2 separate regions of the Mus musculus genome follow, and region 1 is linked to region 2. Evidence: chromatin contacts called from public HiChIP or PLAC-seq data. All regions are on one chromosome and are shown on one strand. The core of a region is the stretch at or near the end of the contact, and the rest is flanking DNA. Distances in the headings are between cores, read along the strand shown. Region 1 has its middle 27 kb from the start of Gm41512. Region 2 holds the start of Ripk4 (receptor-interacting serine-threonine kinase 4).

Region 1 (5,470 bases), core at 735-3,234, 120 kb after region 2:
TTGTCTCATTTGGCTGCATTCTAGACAAGACTCATCCTTAATTCCAAGTTTACTTCACTGTTTTTATCTTTTAAAAGAAAGATGTGTTTTTATTTTATGTACATGCGTGTTTGGGTTCACCATGTGTATGCAGTGTCCATGAAGGACAAAAGAGGGTTCAGGATCTGCAGTTAAAGTGGTTGTGAGTTGCCGGCAGTGTGTATGCAGAGAACTGAACCCACATCCTTTGCAAGAGCAGCACCAGCATGTTCTCTTAACCTCTGAGTAACCTCTCCAGGCCCCTTAATGTCTTACCTTTGAATTTTTAAATGCAGCCTGACTAAGGGTTGTGGTAGCATTCTTAGCTCTGATTCCCTCAAGGTAGCATTTCCATGGCCCCTGGGCACTATCAAAAACTAAAAATGAGAATAGTAGGTGATACCATGTCACCTGCAGACTGTGTCCAAGGTTCATCCATTCCTTAGCATGCTCTGTTTGGTCCAGCTTGTAAGCTGTGCTTGGTTGCAATGCTGTTCCATCCCCTTGAAGATGGAACAATATCTGATTGAGCCTCTTTGGGGGAAAACTGGGTTGTGAGTGGTAAGAGGACCTTGGATTTGAGTCACCTGCTGTTTCCAGGTGATGTGCATTTTGTAGAAGAGCTGTATAAGTGTTGATGTCCCACTCTGGCTCTGAGCTTTTTCTCGAATGCTGGGATTTTTAGCTGTCATGGGCTTACAGCTGGCTTACAGTCTCAGACTGCTTGGAACCAAATGTTTATATTCCAAATACACTGTAAGACAGTGGGACAAAGGTCAGGTCACTGGCCTGAAAGAGTATCTGCTCCTCTGTTCCAGGAAGTTTCCTGAATCAAGGGGACTTGGGATGGCAGTGGCCTGAAAAGACTGTTCTTATGAGGAAACCTTACTAGAGCCATCAAGCATCCAGGGAATAGGACACTGGAGGACAGATCAAACCTCCTGCTAACTCCCAGTTACATCCTGGTTCTCAGACAGTAACCACATTGTGGCAGCTGTGTGAGTGACTTATGACACTATCTAATAGTCTCTAAGGTTCAGAAACAGTAAATGGCTTCCTGCCAGAACATACACAGTCCTTCATGGGATGGGCCAGTTCATTGTGCTGTTATGCTGATGACATCTCTAAGGTCCAGGTACAGTAAATGGCTCCCTTCCAGAAGCAATACTGTTTTCCATATGGTTTAAAGAGGACCAGGTAGCAAGCAGGGACCTTGTGCTGATTCTAAACACAGCCTCAGGTGGGAACAGCTAAGGTGACAAGCTGGAGGGCAACAGAGATGCAATGAAAGGCCACCTTTCTTTTCAGTTTAAGGACAGGAAAAGTCTTGTCTTAATACTGACATTTGAAAAATATTGTCAGAGATCCAGAACAACACTCTGGGAGAAGAAGGCAAGAGAGCTATGTGCAGCCCAAACAGAGAGCACTTGCCCAGCATTAGCACTTGCCCAGCATGATCTAGCCCGCATCCCCAGCACTTTTAGACAAAAGTATGGAAGCAGGGCTGGAGAGTTGGCTCAGCAGTTAAGAGCATTATTGGTTGCTCTTCCAGAGGTCCAGAGTTCAATTCCCAGCAACCGCATGGTGGTTCACAACCACCTGTAGTAAGATCTGATGCCCTCTTCTGGCATGTAGGTGTACATGCAGATAGACCACATATACATAAAATAAGTCATTAAAATATTTTTTAAAATGTAGGAAAGAAAGGAAATGGGGAGTGGAGGAGGTGGAGAGAGGGAGAAGACGACAGAGGTTGAACAGATAAGTGGATAGGTAGGCTGAAGTGCCCCGTATGGAAAAAATGAACACTAGAAGAGGGTTCTGTACTGACTCAGAAATTTGGGGATGTCGGGAAATCCAGGTGGCTTATTTTCCAGCTGTTGGAGATGGGGACACATGAGAGAAGGTGGGGTAACAGCCAAGGGACAAGCCAGGAAGTATGCCCTGCACTAAAGAGCCTCCAGTTGTTTGAAAAGAAAGCTGTAATTAAAAAAAAATCAATAAAGACTTAGAAACAAGGAAACAGCCAGGCCTTTGGGAGGGTCCCTTTGTTCTATGTTCCCGGAACAAGTGCCTCACTGCTTGCCAGACACCACAAGAAACAAGAAGTTTCATTAAACATGGTGGAGCACAGAAGGTAGAATACAGGCGTCTCAGACAGGGCAGTCTTTCCCTTCCATCTGGAAACTGGTCCTAAGGGAAATCTGTCACTGAGGAAGTCAAGTGACAGGGCCACACTTTATTGCAGGGCCAACCTCATAGCTTCTCCCTACCTGGTATGCTTAAAACTGTCATATCCAGGCTACTAAGATGCAAATGTTTCAGGTCTTCCCAAAGGATATAATTCCTAAGCTCAAAGTCCACATCAGATAGGAAGAAAAAAGACTGAAGTCGCTTTCTTTGTTGTGGTTATTTTTTGTTTGTTTAGTTGGTTTTAATTTTTTTTTTTAATTTTTGCTTTTGCTTTTCCTGTCCCTGGAAACATGAGGCCAGAAGGATATTCAAAGTGGAGGGACAAGACTTGGCACTATCCCCACCCTCCCACCATTTCCTGACCTCATGTCTTTGAGTATGGAGGTAGATGAGGTAGATATACCTTCAGTCAGTCTGTGTAGAATCCTCTCCAGACTCCACCCAGCTCTTGGGCTGCCTGGGGCATCCCTGGAGAATCTTGGGCCCATATCTTTCATTTCCCTACCTCAGTGAAATATGCCAGTTACCTGTCAGACCTGCCACCCCAGATCCTTCTTTGCTGTGGCCCCTCTGTTTCCCCTAACCCCTTCACAAGTGTGTCCCTCTCTCCAATTCCCAAAGGTCTTTCCTACATTTCCTGCCAAATATTTCTTGATAGCATATGGTATCTGCAACTCCTCTATAACCATCCTCTTGTTCTTTCTCTCCCCATGCGTATCTTCTTCTTCCTTCCCCTCCTCCCCCATCCTTTCCTTTTTTTTCTTTTCTTCCTCACCTTTGGGTCTTGTCCTCTAGGACCCACTTGGGATCATGGAGATTTCTAGACTGTAAAAAAGTCAGGAAGTTTACCTTCCTCTAGAACCCCACCCTCTTCCACCAACTGTTGTCCCTGCTACCCATCAGGGGCTTTGAAACCTTGAAGATTTCCCAACCTTCTTGCTTTAGAAATAGGCAAAAATAAAGGGCCAGTGACCACTTCCCAAGTTCACCTTCAGGGCCCTGACATGAGGTCTAGGTTTAAATAGAAGGCAAATTTAAGCAGGTCTGGTCAAGGTGTAGTCCTGCCCTTCCCTGACCCATCTAGGTCACAAATCCGTCTCCAGTCTCTTCTCCCCTGCAGTCATTGTGCCCATTGTCAGCACTAGAAGAGAATTCTTCCTGGCAGACAAGTTCTTCTCTTTTTCTTCTCCCAGTACTACACTGGGGAAATCTCAATTCCTTAGGGTCCCATCACAACATTCTTAGAATAGAAATGAGGGGAACTAGGGTCTTTGTGTGAAATGTCTTTACTTCTGCCAGGATCAGCCTAGGTGATGGCCATGCTAGAGAACACTGGGCCACTTGTGCAGAGCAGGGTGGGCTCCTTCACAAGGGCTATTGCTGAAACAATAGGCTAGGTTGTCACTCACCTACCTGCTGGTGACCTAGAGAGACAGAGGGTTCTGAAACAATATCTTGATGAACAGAGGTTTATGGGACACCTCTTTTATTCTTTTGAGCAGGTGTTTACTTTGTTATAATTTGTATTTTTTAAAGGTGTGTGTGTGTATGTGTGTGTGTGTGTGTGTGTGTGTGTGTGTGTGTGTAAAAACCCTAATGCTTTGTCAGCATTACATGTCAAACAAAATGCAATGTACTTTGTTTATCCTGTGCTTGATGGCTCCAGCTACGGCCCACAGTGACTGTAAGCCCTGCTGAGGTGACTGGCCTAACAGAACTTCCATCTGTATATTCTAGAGGATGAAGTGAGATCCCAGGCCCTCCTCTGCCTGAATTATTTTGGGAGCAGTGGTTGAAACTATCTTGAGCCCACCCCCCACCCCCTGCTCTCCTCTTGGTGGGAGCAGACCAAATCTACAAAGCCCTAATGTAGAAAGATTGCATGGAGAAAAAAGGAGAGAGCAGCCAGGCCTAGTGCTGCACACCTGTGATCTCAGTACTCAGATGATAGTGACAGGACCAGAAATTTACATTACCTTACACTGCATAGTGAGGTCAAGGTTGGTCTGGGCTACGTGAAACCCTGTCTCAAACGGAGAAAGGGAGGGAGGAAGGGAGAAAGGGAGAGGGAGAGGGAGGGAGGAAAGGTAGAGGAGGATGGTGGTAGAGGGAAGGGAAGGGGAGGAAGGGATGGAGGGGGAGAAAGGGAAAGGAAGGAAGGAGGGAGAGGGAGGGAGGAAAGGGAGAGGGGGATAGTGGTATAGGGAAGGGAAGGGGAGGAAGGGCCGGAGGGATGGATGGATGGGGGTGGGAGGGAAAGAGAGGGAAGGAGGGAGAGGGAGGGAGGGAGGAAAGGGAGAGGGGGATAGTGGTAGAGGGAAGGGAAGGGGAGGGAGGGACGGAGGGATAGATGGATGGAGGTGGGAGGGAAGGGAGGGAAGGAGGGAGAGAGAGGGAGAAAGAGAATATGTTGAAGCCTAGAACCTTCCAGAGACCAGTTGTAGTCCATAACTCACATTCTACTGAAGATGGGCTCAAACATTTTGCCCTCACAGCTAAGAAGAAACTGAACCGTGCCCACAGCAGGGACACAGATTTTTAGGCTAACTCTCCAATGGCATTGGTCTTTTGGCTCTCACAGTCAACAAGGGACAGGAACCTGTGCTGATACAAGGCCCTTGTGACAGGAGGTGGTTCTCACCCTGAACTCAAGTGCATTACAACTTGGCCCAAGAATCTGACCAGACGAGGATAAAATGACTGGCACAGGATAGCAGCAGGGTCCAGAGCAGGGCAGTCCATTCTAGTTCTGTCCCAGCGCTGAAACCAAAGGGCAGCAAATTGCTGTTTGCAGTTTCCCCTTAGCAATAGCAGAAACAAACCAGGTGATGTCTAAAGACTCCCTGTCTGCCAGTAGCCCAGCGATCCCTGCCTCAGGATTGTGTGGCCTCTGTGGTGACAATGGAGTCTCCAGCAATGCACAATCCATGCTTATAAACTGCCCTGGAGAAAAAAAAATTTAGACTTCTCTATTCTCCCAGCTTCGCAGGGGAAGGTGGATGTCAGGGTGTAAAATGACTCTGAAACTTAGAAGAGACAGAGATATACCCACCTCGAGAGGAGGGAACCTGTAGACAGAAGCTCACACCTGCAGGACAGGATCTCACATTTGTAGGTTCCTTCACAAGGTGATTCAGTCATTTGAGATGGGTTTCAGTGTGCTAGTGTATGCCTGTGTGTGTGTATGTGTGTGTGTGTGTGTGTGTGTGTGCACGCACGTGTATGCGAGAGTGTGTGTGTGTGTGCACGCGCGTGTATG
Region 2 (5,474 bases), core at 60-2,559:
AAAAGCCCCAATTATTCTTAAAGGGTTAGCTTATTCATTAGGTATATTCACTACAGATGAATTTAAAATAGCTATCTGCTGCCTTGGACTCAGAAATTGTGTGGAAAAGGAAGGTAGTGCCTATGGCTCCCAGGAGACTCTCCCACCCCCACCCCCACCTCCAAGCATGTAGGGCTGGGATTGTGGGCCCCTCCACTGGGAAGCCAGCTGGGGGATGAGGCTCAGGAGAGAAGACTCAGTTGCTAGGTGTGACTTGAAATCTACCTCTCAGGAGAGAGGTTCTCTAGAATTACTGTCCTCACAACGTCCCCTCCTCTTCTCCCATCATGCCCAGTTTTCATATGCCTTGGTAAGGAATAGCTCACTTTTAATAAAAGCACAGCGGGCACAAATGTTTTTTGAAGGTAGAGACCTAACCAGCAGGCATTTCCACCTCTGACCAGGCTACCTTCCCAAAGCTGAATTTTCTCAAAGATGAACAGGTTGATTATCCTTCCTTTTCCAGCCATCTGTTTACCTTTAAAAGGTCACTGTTTTCCATAATGAAGGGATATTTGTTTGTTTGTTTAAAACAAGACCTCCCTCTGAAGCCTAGGCTGATCTCAAACTTGAGGTGATGCCCCTGCCTCAGTCTCCTCAGAACTGTGATTTACAGGCTTGAACTATAGGGTAGGGGCGATTGAATTTTAAAGAACCAGTTACCTCCTATGAAGAATTCGGTAAAAAAACAAAAACAAAAACAAAAAACAAACCAAGACGCAAGGGGAGTGGAAAACCAGTCCTAAAGGTTGGATACTATATAACTCTAATATAAACAAATGTTTTCGGGGGAGGGCGGAGGGAGAGAAAAAAAGATTAGCGATCGCCAGGGCCTAAGAGTGCAAGTTACAAAAGCCTCCCAGGAGGGCACAGAATGTTCTGTTTCTCCACTGGCATCGGGTACATGAACTGACCCAGACGATAACATTGTGTAGGATTTAACGTTTGCAAACGAAGATGCGCATAACCCGGGAAACCTGAGCAAGCCTGGCGATCAGATCTAAGTCCACGTCTCAGTTGGAAACTATACTTTGTTGTGTTTTGCAGAGTGGCAGCACTGTGAGAAGTGAACTAGGTACGAACTACAACTACAGTGAGAAGTTGGCCAGCCACAGCGCACGCCCCTAGGAGCGCAGGGATTCCACCGATCCCTGGTGGGACCGCAACACCCGGCGCTAGACTCTCACCGGCAGCCGCTCCCTTGAGGGCGTCGGGGGTGGGCCCAGGGGACTGGCGGGGCGGGATGGGGCTAGCGTCGGAAGTGACGTCAGCGGGCGGGGCATGCACCTGAGCACCTGGGCGGACACGGTTGAGCCAGGCTGCTTGCGATACGCACGCGATGGAGGGCGAGGGCCGGGGCCGGTGGGCTCTGGGGCTGCTGCGCACCTTCGACGCCGGCGAATTCGCAGGCTGGGAGAAGGTGGGCTCGGGCGGCTTCGGGCAGGTGTACAAGGTGCGCCATGTGCACTGGAAGACGTGGCTCGCGATCAAGTGCTCGCCCAGTCTGCACGTCGACGACAGGTCAGCTCCCGGGCGGGGCCGGGTGGGATGGGGGCTGCGTGCTACGTGAAGCGCCGCGGAAGAGAGTTTGCGCCACTCAGGCCACCGGTCCCTCGCAGCTCCAGTGCTTCTGGGATTCGGAGCTGGCGGGGAGCGATGGCCCTGAGCCCTGTGAGGTGCGTCGGGCTCGTCCGGGACCCACCAAATGCTGCGGTCCGCGCCGGGCTTAGAGAAATTGCCGTGTGGGCCTCTGCGCTTTGTGAACGAGTTAGATTCAGTTCCACTTAGTAATTTTCGTCGGAGCACAAATTGGTGTAAGACCGTAATTATTTCGTTCGGAAGCACCGGCTGTGTTCCGGCGAGGCGTCCGCGGCGCACAGCCGCTTACAGGGCTCCGGGTCTCGCTTAGGTCTGAGATCTGGTTATGCCACAGCTTTTTCCCGCACACTTTCGTTTTAAAGGACTTAAGGTAGGAGCGAGACCCTGGGAACGTCTTTCTTTGACCCTGGGCAGGTGGCCCCGGGCACCTTGGGCCTTTCTTTGTCCCTCCTAGCGGATTATTCCAGCGATAGGAAAGGACTCAGAGAGGTCCCTGGTAAACTCTTTGGCGATTGTGGTTTGTGAGTAAATTTGGAGGCGAGGTGCGGAGCAGTTATTCAAAAACATTTTCCTCAGGTTTCACTGTTTAGGTTTGGTAGTAATAGGTTATGTATGAGCCTCAGAACGGCAGACTTAAATGACTTCCTCTCAAACCAAGCCGACATGGTGGTGGTGTTTGCGTTTTACCCAGAGAAAGAAAGCTCTTAAATTCCATTGAGCTGTCTGCAGGACCAGCCTTAAGTCACGGAAACTCTGAACTCCAACATTACTTTGGAGTAGTGACTATGGCTGCCTGGGTGACAATAAGAGGGATGGTTTGAGTTCTCTCTTTATGCCTCATCTCTAGCCTGGAAACTGTCAGAGCTATCGGGTGTTTGTGTTTGTTTGCTTGCTTGCCTTCTGCTATCACCCAGTTTTTCTTAGAAACTGGTACGGTGGGAACTAGTGTCTAAAATCACTACCAGCTCATCATGCTGTGTAAACCCTCCTAGACTCCAGTTCTGGGAACCCTTCAGGCCAGGGGAGCCCTGTGGTTATTTTGGTGAAATCCAAACCATTTTTGAATAGCAGCCCACAGTTTTTTCAAAGGTAAAAACCAAAACAGCAATGACCACAACACCTCTGCGTGGATGTTTCTTATGCCCTCAGAGACTTAGTGGGATTGTTTTCTAGGCAGAGTCAATGTTATTCACCATCAAATACTTGACAGAATTTGACTATTGGAGGGTTAAATATGAACTACCCCAGGTGTGGTGTCCTTGGAGTCAATATTCGGTACAGTTATACAGGTCTTTTTTGGGGGGTGACCAGGTTGAAGGCAGGGTTTTTCCACTTGCAGAGAAAGCCTGTGTCAAACTGTCCTTTAATTGCAAGGCCTTTCTTCCCTGACTGAAGCAGGCAGGTGGTGGCATGTTAGCAGGCAGGTAGAGGTCAGCAGTACTCAGCAGGAAGTACTTGGCCACCAGGTTGGAGCTGCTTTGCTCCTTTGTATGTGGGGTTGACTTCTCCCACCCAGGACAGGTTGTGTTTAAGCTCCCTGCTTTAGGAAGTTCTGCCGCTAGGAAATGTTTGTGTTCTGCTGTGCCTGAGGGGCCTGTTGTCCTGCAGGCTAGCCAGGTTGCTTCTGAAGCTTGAAATAGCTGTTGAGGGAGGCTGACTTTCCCTGGCCTGTTGTGCTGTAGTCCTGCCTTGCCTGCCTTTGCAAGGCATTATGTAGAAGTAGAAACAGAATTTTCCCAGGGGCTTTGTGTGCAGTTCCTGCCCCCCATTGCCCATCCCCAGCCAGAGGACACAACATCTTATTTGCAGGGTCTTAATCTCAGAGATAAGAGGATTTAAACATGGGCTTGAAGGAACTTTTTTGAGGTTTCAGAGAAAACAACAGGGCCAACAAGCAGTCTTGGCAGTGGAGACACAAAAGAGAAAAAGAAAAAGTCCTGTTTTCTGTGAGGTCAGGCAGAAGGCTCTGCTGTGGACCTCAAGAAGTTAGGAAGGGGTGAGTGAGAAAGGAAGGACTTCAGAAACAGAGAGAGTAGGAAGATGCCCAGAGCATCAGAGTGAGCAGGCTTAGCAAAAAGGGTTCCAGAAAGAAAGAAGGGGAAAACTGAAAAGCATATAGGCTTAGCGGTGAGGGTCTGAAGTAGCTTCCCCAAGGAAGGGCTCCCCAGGCATCACACATACATTTCATTAAGAGGGTAGTTATTTCTTCTGTCTCTTTAACTTTCCTTTCTTTAGGTCTATTGTGATTCCTGAAGTTACAGCTTTTGAGGTGTCTTTTTCTGTTCAGATGTTTGACAGGCCCCTTTGGCTTAACTCTAAAGGGAGGGACAAGTTTGTCTTTGCTACCTTGTAAATAAGCCAAGCACTCAGGAAGGCAGAGGCAGGGCTCTAAAAGTTTGAGGCCAGTCTTGTCTACTTAGTGAATTCCAGAGCTATCAGGACTTTGTAGAACAGTGTTTCTCAACCTTCCTAATGCTGTGACCCTTTAATACAGTTCATGTTGTGGTAATCCCCAACCATAAAATTATTTTGTTGCTACTTCGTAACTGTTATTTTGCTACTGTGGTGATTCATAATGTAAATATCTGATATGCAGAATATCTGATATGTGGCCCCCAAAGGGGTTATAATGCACAGGTTTCGAACCATTGATGCAAAGAGACCTACCTTGTCTTTAAAAGAAAGAAAGAAAGGAAGGAAGGAAGGAAGGAAGGAAGGAAGGAAGGAAGGAAGAAAGAAAGAAAGAAAGAAAGAAAGAAAGAAAGAAAGAAAGAAAGAAAGGCCAGCCAGCCATACTTTACTAGGAGGAAACAGCTTTCCCTCTAATGGGCTTCTTGACAAAGCCCTGCTAACCTTACTTCTAAGGAGAGGCCATTGTGGTACTTCCCCAGGGGTCCTGGAAATAGTGTTCAAAGCTGATTGTGAGGGTGGGGTCCATCCATAATGACACCCAGGCCAGCTAACATCTACCTCTTCTTCGTATAGTTTCCTGCTGTTGTTTATGGTCTTTACTTTAGCCTCAGCTGTGGGCCAGTCACATTTTTCACCCTTCAAGCTAGCTGGGGGGTGGGTGGGGGGTGGGGGTGGGGGTAGGGGTGGGGGTTCTCTTGGCTCTCCAGCAGCTGCCCAGGCCCCATTCTCCTTCTTGTGACTCTCCATTTCTTATCAGGTCTGGGGCACTTATAAAAATGTGTTGCCAAGGTGGGGACACTTAGAGGACCTGGTCATAATTCATAAGCGATTCCCCCATTCATCTGATTTCTCTTCTTCCTGGGGCCAGGTGTCTTGGGGTGGGGGTAGGGTCCTGTTCCCTGGCTGACTCTCACTTGGGAGATCACAGGTACAGGAGAGCAGGTCTGGCAATCTTAGAACAAAATGACCCAGGGGCCCTAGGCCTCTCCCTGCTCCCAGCTAAGAGGAGCTCAGAAAAACAAAGTCCCTGGCACAGGGGCCCAAGAGCTGCTAATGCAGAGTTGGGCCTCAGCTCGTTGGGACGAGCCCGAGCAAACCCCAGGTTTGTAACTACAAAGCTGACAATTGGACAAGCCTGATTCTTGTCAGTTTTAAAAATAGCAGTGTGGGAACCCCTCTGAGGCTCCTGGGAACTTAATTGGATTGGTGCACAGGAGCCTTAGTGGAGAGGCTGAAATTCTCTTCTCCCAGCAATGCTTCCAGGGTTCCCTGGCAGCTGTTGCTGAGTCCCCCTCAACCCCCCTGTTGCCTACAGACATCAGGCTCATTCACACCTGGTCTTAGATTCTCTCTCCCCTTTTCAGTAATTTCTCCAGCTGGGTGGCAGACCTTCCAGAAATGATACATGTTAGCTACCCCTGACA

What was found. HiChIP or PLAC-seq counts read pairs in DNA pulled down with a chosen protein or histone mark.
Region 1: a contact with region 2 is called in a FOXA1 HiChIP or PLAC-seq map of pancreatic cancer cells. The contact joins the enhancer-like site here to the promoter of Ripk4 in region 2. A contact is called at or near these places in 5 of 39 promoter capture datasets (the 3T3-L1 cell line, cranial neural crest, embryonic stem cells and 2 more), 1 of 15 datasets of contacts at CTCF or cohesin (the NIH/3T3 cell line), 3 of 484 Hi-C or Micro-C datasets (embryonic stem cells, liver and nephron progenitors), 4 of 115 datasets of contacts at active chromatin or transcription factors (embryonic stem cells, extraembryonic endoderm stem cells, pancreatic cancer cells and 1 more) and 3 of 9 other capture datasets (embryonic stem cells, liver and pancreatic islet).

Annotation. Positions count from the first base shown.
Region 1 is chr16:97,640,480-97,645,949 of GRCm38.p6, reverse strand. It overlaps a transcript of Tmprss2 not described here. Among named protein-coding and RNA genes, the nearest start is that of Gm41512, 27 kb to the left of the region's middle. Within about 2 kb of position 1,984, at least 18 of the 459 cell types and tissues checked have an H3K27ac peak or open chromatin away from gene starts, as enhancers often do. A contact at or near this core is called in pancreatic cancer cells, where this site is marked.
Region 2 is chr16:97,759,614-97,765,087 of GRCm38.p6, reverse strand. Ripk4 (receptor-interacting serine-threonine kinase 4) reads left to right here and starts at 1,309. Exons shown (of 8, transcript NM_023663.7): 1 at 1,309-1,560. The coding sequence starts at 1,379.